3 separate regions of the Gossypium hirsutum genome follow, and all the other regions are linked to region 3. The links are chromatin contacts, called in public Hi-C maps. All regions are on one chromosome and are shown on one strand. Each heading gives the region's core, a stretch centred on a gene start, on an enhancer-like site or on the middle of the called end of the contact. The rest is flanking DNA. Distances are from core to core; before and after follow the strand shown. Region 1 holds the start of LOC107920422 (protein NRT1/ PTR FAMILY 5.10). Region 2 holds the start of LOC107918573 (transcription factor bHLH81). Region 3 holds the start of LOC107918283.

The links. A called contact is a pair of places that touch in the nucleus more often than the background predicts.
Region 1: a contact with region 3 is called in a Hi-C map of leaf, with 4 times the contacts expected there. The contact joins the promoter of LOC107920422 here to the promoter of LOC107918283 in region 3. A contact is called at or near these places in 20 of 34 Hi-C or Micro-C datasets (anther, callus, cotyledon and 4 more).
Region 2: a Hi-C map of leaf shows a contact between it and region 3, with 2.8 times the contacts expected there. The contact joins the promoter of LOC107918573 here to the promoter of LOC107918283 in region 3. A contact is called at or near these places in 11 of 34 Hi-C or Micro-C datasets (anther, callus, hypocotyl and 3 more).

The regions. Positions count from the first base shown.
Region 1 is chrD13:42,709,450-42,713,522 of Gossypium_hirsutum_v2.1, forward strand. It overlaps LOC107920422 (protein NRT1/ PTR FAMILY 5.10), which reads left to right and starts at 1,837. Exons shown (of 3, transcript XM_016850135.2): 1 at 1,837-2,425; 2 at 2,917-3,443; 3 at 3,521-4,073. The coding sequence starts at 2,081.
Region 2 is chrD13:42,772,051-42,776,582 of Gossypium_hirsutum_v2.1, forward strand. It overlaps LOC107918573 (transcription factor bHLH81), which reads right to left and starts at 2,101. Exons shown (of 5, transcript XM_016848159.2): 1 at 1,357-2,101; 2 at 875-1,018; 3 at 727-792. The coding sequence starts at 1,809.
Region 3 is chrD13:42,446,082-42,450,300 of Gossypium_hirsutum_v2.1, forward strand. It overlaps LOC107918283, which reads left to right and starts at 1,836. Exons shown (of 3, transcript XM_016847811.2): 1 at 1,836-3,013; 2 at 3,933-4,075. The coding sequence starts at 2,881.

The DNA of each region.
Region 1 (4,073 bases), core at 587-3,086, 260 kb after region 3:
TCAGATTAATTATCTAGAAATAATATTATTTTAATAGTTTAATATTAAATTTAATTTAATATTTATCTTAATATTATTTTATTAATTTAATAATATTAAAGTGATTATCTTAATATTTAATTTAATTTAATGATAAGGTAAACATTTTGTTATTTTAATAAGATTTAATATTAAATTTAATCTATTAGATTAAATTTAATAATAAAGTTATTAAGTTTAATTATAGTTGAACTCTCTAAACTCTCCTTATATAAAGAAAGTCTTGGGTTATTATTAAAGTTGTAGAGAGAAAAATCTCTGAAGAGATTGTTTCAGAAAATTTCTAGAGATGTCTTTTTGATTTAAAACTTGACCCAAAAGTTTAGAGAAATTGTAAAATTACCCCACTGATAATTATTGTGAAAAATTTTCTGATTCGAAGCGAGCTCACACTTGATAGACGTGAGCTTGAGGATAGCAGAGAAGACTACTCAGTCGAAGCGCTCATTCTAAACGAATTGAAAAAGTATAAATTTGATTAAATTTTTATTACTTTAGATATCACAACCAAGATATTGTTTTGGAAAAATTTTTAAAACTCTGGTTTTTCCCTAAATTTATTTTTCGCTACGTTTTCCAAACCCATTTTTCCAACAATAACATTTTTGTATGGTGGATGCAATAACTTTCTTTTGTGATGGATATAATAACATTTAGATTTCTTATTAGTCTGGTAGTTTAATTAGACATGTATCTAATAGTTATTGTTACAACTTTTCATATGAATCACTATATAGTAAAAGTTTTATTAAATTTTTGAAGGATTTAGAATGATAAAAACATATAGAAATTCCTGGGAACTTTCAATATATTTGCGTAAACATTTATACAAATTGAAATGATTTAAGCATATGTTGTAAATTTGACTCAGTAAATAATAGTTGAAGGAAGATTATAAAATGATCAAAATACATATTTATACTTTTATAGAATGATCATGATCAAATTTTGCTATGATTATTGATAAATTTGTTTAAGTGGTTATTTGTAAAGTTAATATTCAATATTGGAATATATAGAATATCAGATATCATGTGATGTTGTCATGAGGGGGAGTAAAGACGCGTTGTATTTTTTTCCTTTTAATCGGGGTTTTAACCCATTAGGTTTTCTTGGTAAGGTTTTTCATGAGGTAGCATATTATGCGTATTCCAGATATGTGAGTATCCACTAATTTGGAGTGGATGGTGACAAATCCATCCCTAAAAATACTTAAAAAAGCAAGAATGCTTGCATAAGAAAGATTAAAAGTTATACAAGAGGAAGCAAAAACTTCACAATTTTCATAAGAAAAAGAGAAGACCTTTTAGACAATGAGAAATAATAATAATAATAATAATAAAGTATATAAAACTAAAAACAATGTGAGTCTAAAATGATTATGAAATCATTTACTATTCAAAAATACTCTGAAAATAAAAATAGATAAAGTGGACGAAGAGCCACAATTTACTATTAATTTTAATTTCATCACTACAACAGTTAGAATATCATCGTCATTATTTCTAATCTCTATCAAAGTTAATATTTCAAGTTTAGTCTTGGATAACTTCCTAGTTTTTCCTGTGTCCCGATGATGGTGATATTTAACCAAGAGCCTTGAATTAGAGGAGGCAGGGACGGAATGAATTTTCCCGAAGTAGAAAAGAGATGATATCTTTTGAAGGTAAACATAGAAAGTGGATGTTTTTGTTTTTATTTGGACCAACTAATTATTCACGTTTCAGAACCCATATCGTACCTATCTTCTCTCACTAAATTACATATATTATATTACTGAAATAAAAAGAGTAGCTATTTTTCAATCATTAAATATATACTAAAATTTATGTAAAAGTTGTTCAAACTTTACTTTCTTTTGGCCATTGGTAATAAAATATTTGAAAATAATGAAAAAGAAAGACCATGCTATTCACAGGTTTAATATCTTATTATTATTTTTTTAAATAACCATGGAACCGCTGAAACTTCAATTATCTTGTAATATTTTAATGCTGCCCATAAATTCCTCCGCTCCAAACACTTACTAAAGCTTACTGCAATGTCCGATCCTGCAGCTGCTGAAACTCCACTTTTAGATGACTCAGTTAAAGGCTGCCTTGATTTCAAAGGCAGACCTGTGCACCGTTCAAGCTCCGGTGGATGGACTTCGGCTTCTTTCATAATTGCGGTTGAAGTTGCTGAGAGGTTTGCTTATTATGGAATCTCTTCAAACCTCATAACATACTTGACGGGGCCTCTGGGTCTATCCACTGCCGCCGCCGCTGCACAAGTTAACGCCTGGTCAGGGGTGGCCACGCTTCTCCCACTCCTGGGTGCTTTCCTTGCTGATTCTTTTCTTGGCCGATACCGTACCATCATTCTTGCTTCCCTTGTTTACATTTTGGTAATTCTATTTACATTTTGGCCAACAACAAATGAATGCTTCATCATAATTTCTTCCAATGATCCACTGAGCTATTCAGCTAAGAATTTTGTGTCGGCAGAGATAAAATTATAAAATTGTGTCAGGAATGCTTAAATTAATCTTTTAATTTTAGGAGGACTAAAAGTGCAGTTAATCCATTTACCCAAAGGAAGTCAACGCCCAGCTTCGTCCCTGGCTCAAGCTCTCTTGAACTCATTCGTCATTCTCAAATTAGAGAAGTTGCTTCCATTGCTCAAACAATTACTTTGAAACTCAATTCAAGATTTGAGAAAAATAGCTCTAACATCGACTTGTAATGGAGCAATTTGTCGCTTGACTTAGCTTTCCTGTTGAAGATTTGATGGTTAATTGAACAGAATAAGCTGAATTATTTTAATTTTTTTTGCTAGAGCATTCGGTAGTTGCTTTCCATAAATGACTTGAACTGGAATTGTTTTATTTACATGCAGGGGCTAGGCTTGCTGACTCTGTCAGCCACTCTTCCATCTGTCACCACTTCCGGTGCCCCAAATGCTGATAGTGTCACATTAAACACTTCATCAATGCTTCAGTATCAAGTGATACTATTTTTCTTCTCACTATATCTGGTGGCATTCGGACAAGGTGGGCACAAACCATGCGTTCAAGCATTTGGTGCTGATCAATTTGATGCAGAACATCCTGTGGAGTGCAAAGCCAAGAGTTCATTCTTTAATTGGTGGTACTTTAGTATTGCTGCTGGTATCTTACTGACGCTTTTGATTTTAAACTACATCCAGGAAAACCTTAGTTGGGTTCTTGGATTTGCAATACCTGCTATTGTGATGGCTGTTGGACTGCTTGTTTTTGTGCTTGGAACAATGACTTACAGGTTTAGTGTCAAAGGGGATGAAGAAAGCCCATTTGTGAGGATTGGTCGAGTTTTCATTTTGGCCATTAGGAATCGTAAAATAGCTTCTTCAGCAATTGCTACAGAGGAAAGCTTGAAGCAATTCAAGTACGTGATATATTTTTTCATCTAAAGGAAATTAGGAAATAAACTGATATGGAATGGATTTTCTATTGTGGTGGCAGATTCCTCGACAAAGCCCTGCTTGCTCCAGACAGTACAATGGAGCAAGGAAAAGTGTGTAGCATGAGAGAGGTTGAAGAAGCAAAGGCTGTTTTAAGGCTTGCACCAATATGGGCTACATGCTTGATTTATGCAGTTGTTTTTGCACAGACATCGACATTGTTTACTAAGCAAGGTGCTACAATGGACAGATCAATTACAAGAGGAATTGAAATACCTGCTGCCACACTTCAGTGTTTCATTAGCTTTTCAATTCTTCTCTTCATTCCTATATATGATAGAATAGTTGTTCCTTTAGCAAGAGCCTTCACTGGGAAACCAGGAGGAATTACAACGCTTCAAAGAATTGGAACTGGAATTGCTGTGTCTGCTATGGCAATGGTGATTGCTGCTTTAGTAGAGATGAAGAGGCTTCAAACTGCTCGAGAACATGGGTTGGTAGACAAGCCAAACGTGACAGTTCCAATGAGGGTATGGTGGTTGGTCCCCCAATACTCACTGTGTGGGTTATCTGATGTGTTGGCAATAGTAGGTCTCCAAGAATTTTATTATGAC
Region 2 (4,532 bases), core at 851-3,350, 330 kb after region 3:
AATCTTTCTATTGATAAAAAAGCAACTTTTTATATATAACCATGAATCAAACACATCTCTTTGCTTTTAATAGGCACTCAAGCTCTATCAGAACCATCAGCAGAAGAAGTACCAACCACATCCCACAGTTGAACATTAAGCAACCATTTCCAAAGGAACTAGAGTTTCATCTCTTTTCTAATGTGTTTCCATGAACCTTTAGGACCCTGAAATTTTGACAAATTCCTTCTCTTTTCTTACAAACACAGAGGATATTTGTCACTAAAAATAGGATAATGGCCACCCCATGATTAATTACTTCATTTACTTATAGTAATAAAATCCTGGTTACAAACATGACAAGTACTGGGGCGGCCAGCCCCACACTTAAAGCCTAAGGCTGCAAATAACCGACATCCTCCAAGTTGAACTAGTTCTCTAATAAAAAACTTAGCCAGTTAAACATATAAAACTGGGAACTATATACTAGATATAGAGAAATAGTGCTTTAAGTGTCGCTATAAGCTACAAATGCCCATTCTACCGAAATTATCCAATCTCTATTGATATATAGTTGTTCTTCAATCTCATTTATGTCTCTTGTAGCCAGTCAGACAAATCAATACATTTCGCATTAAACTTAATTAGGATGAAACATTAATAAGGTTAGAAAGTCCTTTTGTAGAATGATAGCTACATACTGAACTTGAATTTTCCGATTAAAATAGATCTCAAGATGTAGCCTACCTTATCCATGTTGGGGACAAGCTCCTGAAGCTTTCTAATGCGATCGCTAATCCGTGTTCTCCGAACCTAACAAAAATAGTCATGGATAGTTAGAACTAAACATAAACACCATTTTACTTCTTAATTATCAGCAAATGAATACAATTACCCTTTCTGCAATACTTCGAGGATGAGTAGCACACCCTCGCTTCGCACGGACCCTGCAAGGTACCGAATCCTCCAAAAGTTTCTCCATATCTACATCTATAAGATTAGATATCCCACCAGAAATCTGATCACTTGGCTCTCCTTTCTACCCAAAAATAGAAGGAAAACAAAGGGTATTGTAAAAAAAAAAATGGGGATTCAACCATATATATTTTTGCTCAAAAGAGTAAATTTATCCTTTCCTTTTTGGCTAAAAATGTATGGCCATTAGTTGGTCAGCTTTGAAAAGAAATAGTAAAGCCTAAAACATTAAAAGAAGACTAAAAAGAATATAATAAGATGACGATCAATATCTATCCTTTCACAGGCAATTCAAAGACGGCAAAAACAAAAAACAGAAGTATTCAAAATCCATATAATAGAAAAACTAACAAGCTGTGGAAGTTGAAATATAATATTAGTATGGCTATCTCTTAGTCTTACCAACTGAGAATGGAACTTTGTTGGTGGGAATTGCGTATCAAGCTCGCTAGCCCTCTTACTCGAGGGGGAAACATCCATAGTTGGCGATAAATAGTCATAATTTGCAACAACTCCAAAGTTAGAGAAGTAGGCATCAGAGGAAGCAGCAGGATTATTCCCAGGAAAATCAGCTGGAGAACTGTTTTGCCTCTGGAAACCAGAAGGCTCAAACAACCCAGATGGATAGGCTGAGTTGGGAAAAAGCAATGAATTTCGAATGGTGGGTGTTGAGGTTGAATTTCCAGTTAGTAGCTGAGTCAAGCACTGGCTAGGCTTCAAAGGGTCCTCTTCTTCTTCCTCGAGAAGGGCTTCTAACCAAGTGGCTGGCGCTGAGCGGAAACGGGCGAGTCCAGCTCGACTCCCTTCAGCGCCACCGCCACTAGAGCTGCTACTGCCGCCAGGCGTCGGTTTCATCTGCTTCTTTGTTCAGCTTGAGGAGTTAGCTTTGTGCTATGAAAAACTCTCCTTTTTTCTTTTTGGTTTCCTGTTCAGCAGCTTTCCCTTTTTCGCTGTGGGATATGCCCTAACATAGCTTATTTTTTGCAAGTTCTTTTTCATTTAAATGATTTTGAGCCGTTCGATTAGAACCAAAATGTTTCGGAAAAGAGAGATCCAACGGTGGCAAAGTTGGTTCTATCAAAAAAGGGAACATGTAAGGCCAGAAACTGCAACCTCATCATTTTCTTTCAGATCAGACCTCCTCTTCACCGTAACCTCTGGAAAGTAAAGTCCGTTTCAGATGCAGGCATTTCACGTGACAGTCACGGGCCAATACATTTCAGAAAAGCATGCACGTGGAATATACGGCTTAATAATGCGTGGGTAGGTTTGTGTGAAATATTATATCTTTTTTTGGTTAGAAAATATGTTGCTAGATGTGGCAAAATTAAGGAGGCGGAGGCAATTTCACCCAATGTCCACTGTAGATTTGATAACAAACTTTTAATGTGTCAATTTTAGTGCCCTTTGTATCCTCCTTTTATATATAACTAGATTCTAATTATATTAAATAAGAATTATTTAATTATGTTTTATTTTTTAGGTACATAATTTAAATTTAAGCTCACCTCCAAATTTTATTACAGTTTTTTACTTAGATATCTATTTTTTTCTCATTTTACCTAAAAACACATTACCAAACAATAAGAACATACCATATAGTATGTTTTTATTGAACATCGTACGTTTTGGAGTAAAATGAGACAAAATTGATAATTCAAATACCATATTTGACCAAATAAAATTTTCAAGTACCTAAGTGAGAAAAGTGATATAATTTGAGGGTCAATTTTGTAGTTAAACCTTATGCAAACTATGAAATAAATTGGGATTGAGAAAAGTACAATACAATGGCGTTGTCAAGACTCGGGGGTTGTCATTGTCGAGGGAGTGTGGAGGGATCACCATGGGGGTGGATTCTTGAGTTTAACAAAAGGTTGAGACAGTGCGCTGCCTTCAATGCTAAGTTATGGAGTATTCTAGACGGCTTGACATTACTACAAAGTAAGCAATGTGACAAAGTGTTGATTCGAACGGATAGTATGGAGGTTCTTTAGGCCATTCAAGAATCATTCTCAATTACATTTTGTTCCACACTTATCAGACATATTCAACAGCTTTTATTGGAAATGGGTCAATGAAAATTTGAATATATTCCTAGAGAAGAGAACATAGAAGTTGACCCATTACCAAGATGGCTTTTGACAAAAATAAAGGTCTACAACTATTCGCAAAGATTCTGTTAGTTTTTGATATATTAATGTGATTATTTTGTTTGGTTTTTATAAAAAAAAAAGAACCATGACATTATGTTTAATGAGTAGACTAATCTATTTAAATAAAAAAATTAACATTAAAATTAAAATAATAAAATACATTCTCTAAATTTCAATTACTAAGATAAATGATTTAAATAATGTAAAAAATCATTAAAAATTAAGAGCATGAACGCATATTTTTCCTTTAAATTGAATCATGATAATAAACTAAGCAAAACATTAAATAATTAATGCATGATTTAAAGACAACATAAGATAAATACTTACAAAATAAAACAAACACAATACGAATAAAATGGTTATGTCAAAAAACTGTAAATTATTAATGCATAAAATATATATTTACAACAACAAATTTATAGTATTCTAAACATATTTAAAAATAGGTTATTATTATATGTCATGGGTTCATGTACTCTTCTCAAATTTAGAATTTAGTCTTTATACTTTTATTTCTAAGAATTTAGTCCATTTACTTTTCAGATTTCAAAATTCAGGTCCAATGGTTACCAATGTTAAGATTATTTTATTAAATTTAAGTTTATTACAATATCATTTTTTTAGTTAATTTGCTATCAAGTGAGTATTTTTTTATATTTTAAAATGTCACACCAATCAATTTAACAAAAAAAAATTAATATTGTACTTGAATTTTAAATTAAAAAAAAACTAAACTTCTGAAAATAAGAATATATAGACTAAATTCTAACTTAAAATATAAATACTTTTGGCATATTTAAACCTTAAAAATAACTCAAACAATTTTCTTTTTCCTTTTTTTCCCTCCTTTTTCTCCTTTCTTTCCTCTTTCTTCTCTAACCCCATCGTCCCACAGGCCATAACCCAAAAAAAAAGTGTCAAGCTTAAGGCCTTATATCTACAGTAAGCCTGTGTTATAGATTATAGATAATTAATCTAATACACTATTGATGATTTTTTATAGTATTTAAATTATTTAATAATATTATATTACAGCAGAAATGAAAATTTGAAGGTAAATATGTTCCAAATAGAAAAGAAAGTACAAGCCAAATTGAATAAAAATATAAAAATCAAGAGTAAATTTTGTTATAATGGCTTATATATAAAACATTAAAATAAGTTTTTGACAGTAAAGTTTTAATGAATGAACTATTTTGTACTTTTATCTAATATATATTGATTAGTTTTTTTTTTTCATTATTTAGTGGAGGATTTAGGCTACATATGTTACTATTTACCATAAATAATAGGGATTTTTTATAAAAATAAATTAATTAAATACAAAAATGGGGTAGAGAACAAATTAATTATGAAAATAGGATGTTTGTTACAGTAATTTTAGGTGTTACCTGACATGTTGGCGGCATTGATGATTTT
Region 3 (4,219 bases), core at 586-3,085:
TATGATGGGGATTCAAGCCTTCCATTGTATTGAACCCAATTATATGTGTTTTCTAAATTTTTAACTCAACACTTTATAATTTAATCCAACCCAGTACATATTTTTCTACTTTCCAAAATAAATATTAATTTTCCAATTAAATAATTTTCTCATCCCAATTTTACCCCCTGTAAAATTATGACGACTTTACCCCTGGTAAAATTTCCAAGAAAATATATTTAATATTTCACAACTCAACTTATTCATTATGACTGAATGGTTTATTTTCATTTTTGGGCTTTAAAACTACTCAAAAATATAAACTCATTCTTCCGGTCATTTCTGAGTAATCCATATATTTGCAAATGGATCATTTCTCATTTTCATTTCCATTTCTATTTCCATTTTTTTAAAACCCACATTTATTTCCAAACAATTCCATTTCTCCATTTTAGAGAAAACCATAATCATTTTTGAATGTTTTTCATTTCTCTATTTCTATTCATTCTGTTCATTTTGATTCAAACACGTAATTCATTTCTGGTTTCAACGAGCTATTAGAGGGATCGATTAGACATATGTAATTAAGGCTCAAATGATTTTTAATTAAGTTTTGGCTTTTCATCTATTAATTATAAACTCATTTAATCATGAAGACATTTCACTATAGTATTGTGGTTGAGTCCTCCCTAATGGCATACCATTACGAAAGCAACTATTCAGCATTCGTCCAATGACCTTGTCATAAGTGTGTTACCCTCATAGTTTATCATTGATCTCTTTAAGATAATATCCGTTTTCCTAATATAATCCTATTTTATCTCATGGTAACCATTATATCTTCCTTCATGAAAAGTCAATGATGATCAAATAGTGATCAAGTCATCTATCACAAAGACGAATGACCCGTGGCCACGTTTACTTTTCAGCAACCATGTAATGCCTATAAAAGGATATAATTTTCCCATGTCTTAGGTTTTGAATTCCACTATTGTGAATGACATTACATAATGTAGAAGCCGTATACTCAATGTACCAACTTTCGGCTCCTTATTTATTTGAACTCGGGCTTTTACTTACATCAAAGTATATGAGTCACGCATGCATAGTCCGCCATCCACCTAGGATTTAGGTATGCCACACTATGAACGTCACAAGGGAATAGATCCATAAACGGATTTAGGATCTATTCGACTTGGATCCAGTTTGATGTACTGTCAGTCCAGTCAGTCACATCTATGTCTTTATCTTCTGGGAGTCATCTGCTCTGATGCCCAAGATAAAGCATCTCCCAAATTGGACTTGATAGATGAAATATTAGTCTTTCAATCGGTTTGTTCATTTCCGATTAGACTAAGGACATGTTTAGGTTTGTCTATTAATACAAGTTGTCTTTCTATATTACGATCCGACCACGTAATACTGCTAAATATTAATTAAATAATAGACAACTAGTGAGTAACATTTACTTCCATTTTAGTTTGCGTACAAAAATACTTGAGGATAATATACAAAGTATTAATGTAATTCATGAATAATTTTATTAACTAATTTGGTCGGGAAATTACATGTGTACTTTGATGAAAATACTACACTTAGGACACCAGATCCAACATGGACATCTAGTAATGTCCAACATGATAGCCTAAAGGGCCACGCCAGCTGTCCCGTTAGGTCTATACCAGAAAATAGGCTCGGATAATTAATTTATCGTTTTTCAAAAATATTAATGATTAGTGACTGATTTCTCACTATTGAAAGTTAAGTAAATGTTGGTATCTTTTTCCCTTGCTTTTTTCCCCTTTAACATAAAACCATCTCATTCTCTCTTTTCGTGGTTCCAGCCAGCTAAAAAATGATAGTAAAAATAAAACAGTACAACCACTGACTTTGCTTTCTATCTAGCCAAAAACAGGGCTGGTTGCCAAACTAGCCGTTGTCATCCCTTCCTCTACTCTCTTGCTTTTTTTTCCTCTTCAACAGAAAAGAATCTCCTCCTCTATTTTTATAGTTCCTATGATGGGCACAACTGTTCGCTTTTTTTGGATCTTGTTCGACGAGACGAGTGGATCTTTGGCCAAAGATCTTTATGAGAGAGGCTAGCCCAAGCCTCTTTGGCTTCTTTCTTTACTAACGATAGTTTTGTTTAGTTCCATTTCTCTACCATTTTAGCATTTGCAACTCCTTAGTTGACGTTACTTATATTTTTCTTTCTTTTTTCTTTTCCAGGTTAGTGTTCCTTGCTTGCTAGCCCTTGTTATTTTTTGGGGGGCATGGATGGGGTCGCCACCGTTTAAGTTCCTCATTGGTCGGAGCTTGATAGTCCTCGGGTTTCGTCACACAAACTCTATTTCTGTTAGTGGTTGAGGCCATTTTTATGGCTAATATGTCTCTTTTGTCGCTGCTCGTGACTGGCTTCAATTGTGGTCGATAACGTCCCTTTTTGAGTTTGGCTGAGGCATGGTCTCCTGCCGAAGGCATTCATGCTGACGACGGGTGTGGCCCCCTTGCATCTCTACTTCCCCAACATCCTTTGGCACTTCCTTTCCCGCCTAATCTGATGACAGCAAGGGTGAAATAGTTGAATATTGTGGGGAGCTGGGCTTGTTTGGACCTTGTTTCTATTATTGCATCTTTTGAGCGATTTTGAGACATTTCTATTATTGGGCTTTTTGGGCCCTTGCTGTTCTTGATCCCATTTTATCGATGGATGCTGTAAGTTGAAAAGAAAAAAGAACAAAAAAAAAAGGGAAAACAAGCGGTACCTATCTGAGAGGCATTGCGGCAGATTACCCAGAAAACAAAAGGAGAATCAAACGAAGACGAAGTTAAAAGATGGAAATCTGAGCAAAAATTCCGAGAAATAACGAAAGTAATAGTTGTACTGCATAAGGCTTTGAAATGGGGGATGACAAGGAATTGACGCCGTCAAAGTATGACATGAACGCAAAATGGGACGCCTGCATCGATCTCACTCTCCGCCGCTTCGTTTATTCATCCTTGGCTGGCGCTTTTGGTGGCCTCCTTTTCTTTAGTTTGTTCTCTTTCCCTTATTTCTTTATTTCTTTCTCCTTTTAAGATATGTTGTTTTCGATTTGCCCCATTGCAGATTAGCCTAATTGGTTCTACAAATTTTGTTTTCTCATATCCACTTTTTATCTTTCTTCTAGTTGTTTCTATGTTGTTCTGCACTCGGCAGCGTTGGCTCTTCCAGTTATATATGCGCCTGCTCTACATTCATAGCTGTAGATGTTAATGTAAATATGATGTATATACATGTCCAAAATATGTAGGGATTTAAATTGCAGTCGTGGATACTTTTTTGGATGTGTTGTGTTTATTGGTTGCGAGTGCGAGGTATGTTACTACACTCAATTGCAGCAAATATCTACAGTGAATACAGGTGGCAAAGAGAGCCACAAATGCAAATAGCAGCCATAATATCGTGCTATGGCTGCTATTTACATTTGTGTTGTACACTTTACTATCCATTTAAGTGGCAACGTTTGAGACCAAGTGGCTTTCTTAAGGAGAACCTTGCATCCCTGCATGTTGGTTTTGATTCACCTTATATTCCAACACCAGAAGTAGCTCCTTTTTGCCTTTGTTGTAAATCACCTAGAAATGACGAGGAACTTGATTAAGGCTTTGCTTTGTGGGGAGAGTGGAAAGGAACTGTTTATGATTTATGACTCATAGCCACCTTCAATCATCAATGCTACCAAGCAAAGCCTAAACGGTTGAAGTGATTATGCATTTTAACTTTTACTAGATGTTAATCTAAGCCGTGGACAAAGTAAACTGAGTTCTTCCATTTTGAATTGCTTCAGTTTTCTTCTAGTACTCGTATTTCCAGGCATTGTCGCTATCCTGCCTTTCCGTTTTTGTGCTTTCTGCTTTGCATGTCTTCCTTAATCCTTCCTTGAATTCATAACTTTGATTTGTCATGCCAGGGAGTCCAGTGACTCGATGGGCATCTGTAGCTTTTGGTGCTGGGATTGGGATTGGATCTGCGTACACTGATTGTTCTAGTCTTTTTGGTGGATATTCTCCGAAGTTGGCTCCTCCTAAGCTTGATGATGCTCCTGCACCCAAGGTTGGACTAATGTTTTATCGAACTATGGATTTAATCTTCTGGACTCTTTCTTTTTCTAGGTTGCACATTCATGTTTTAATTGTTCGGTATAATCCTTTGTCCTTTACAAATGTTAAAATTTTCTTCAACCTATCAACAGTCATC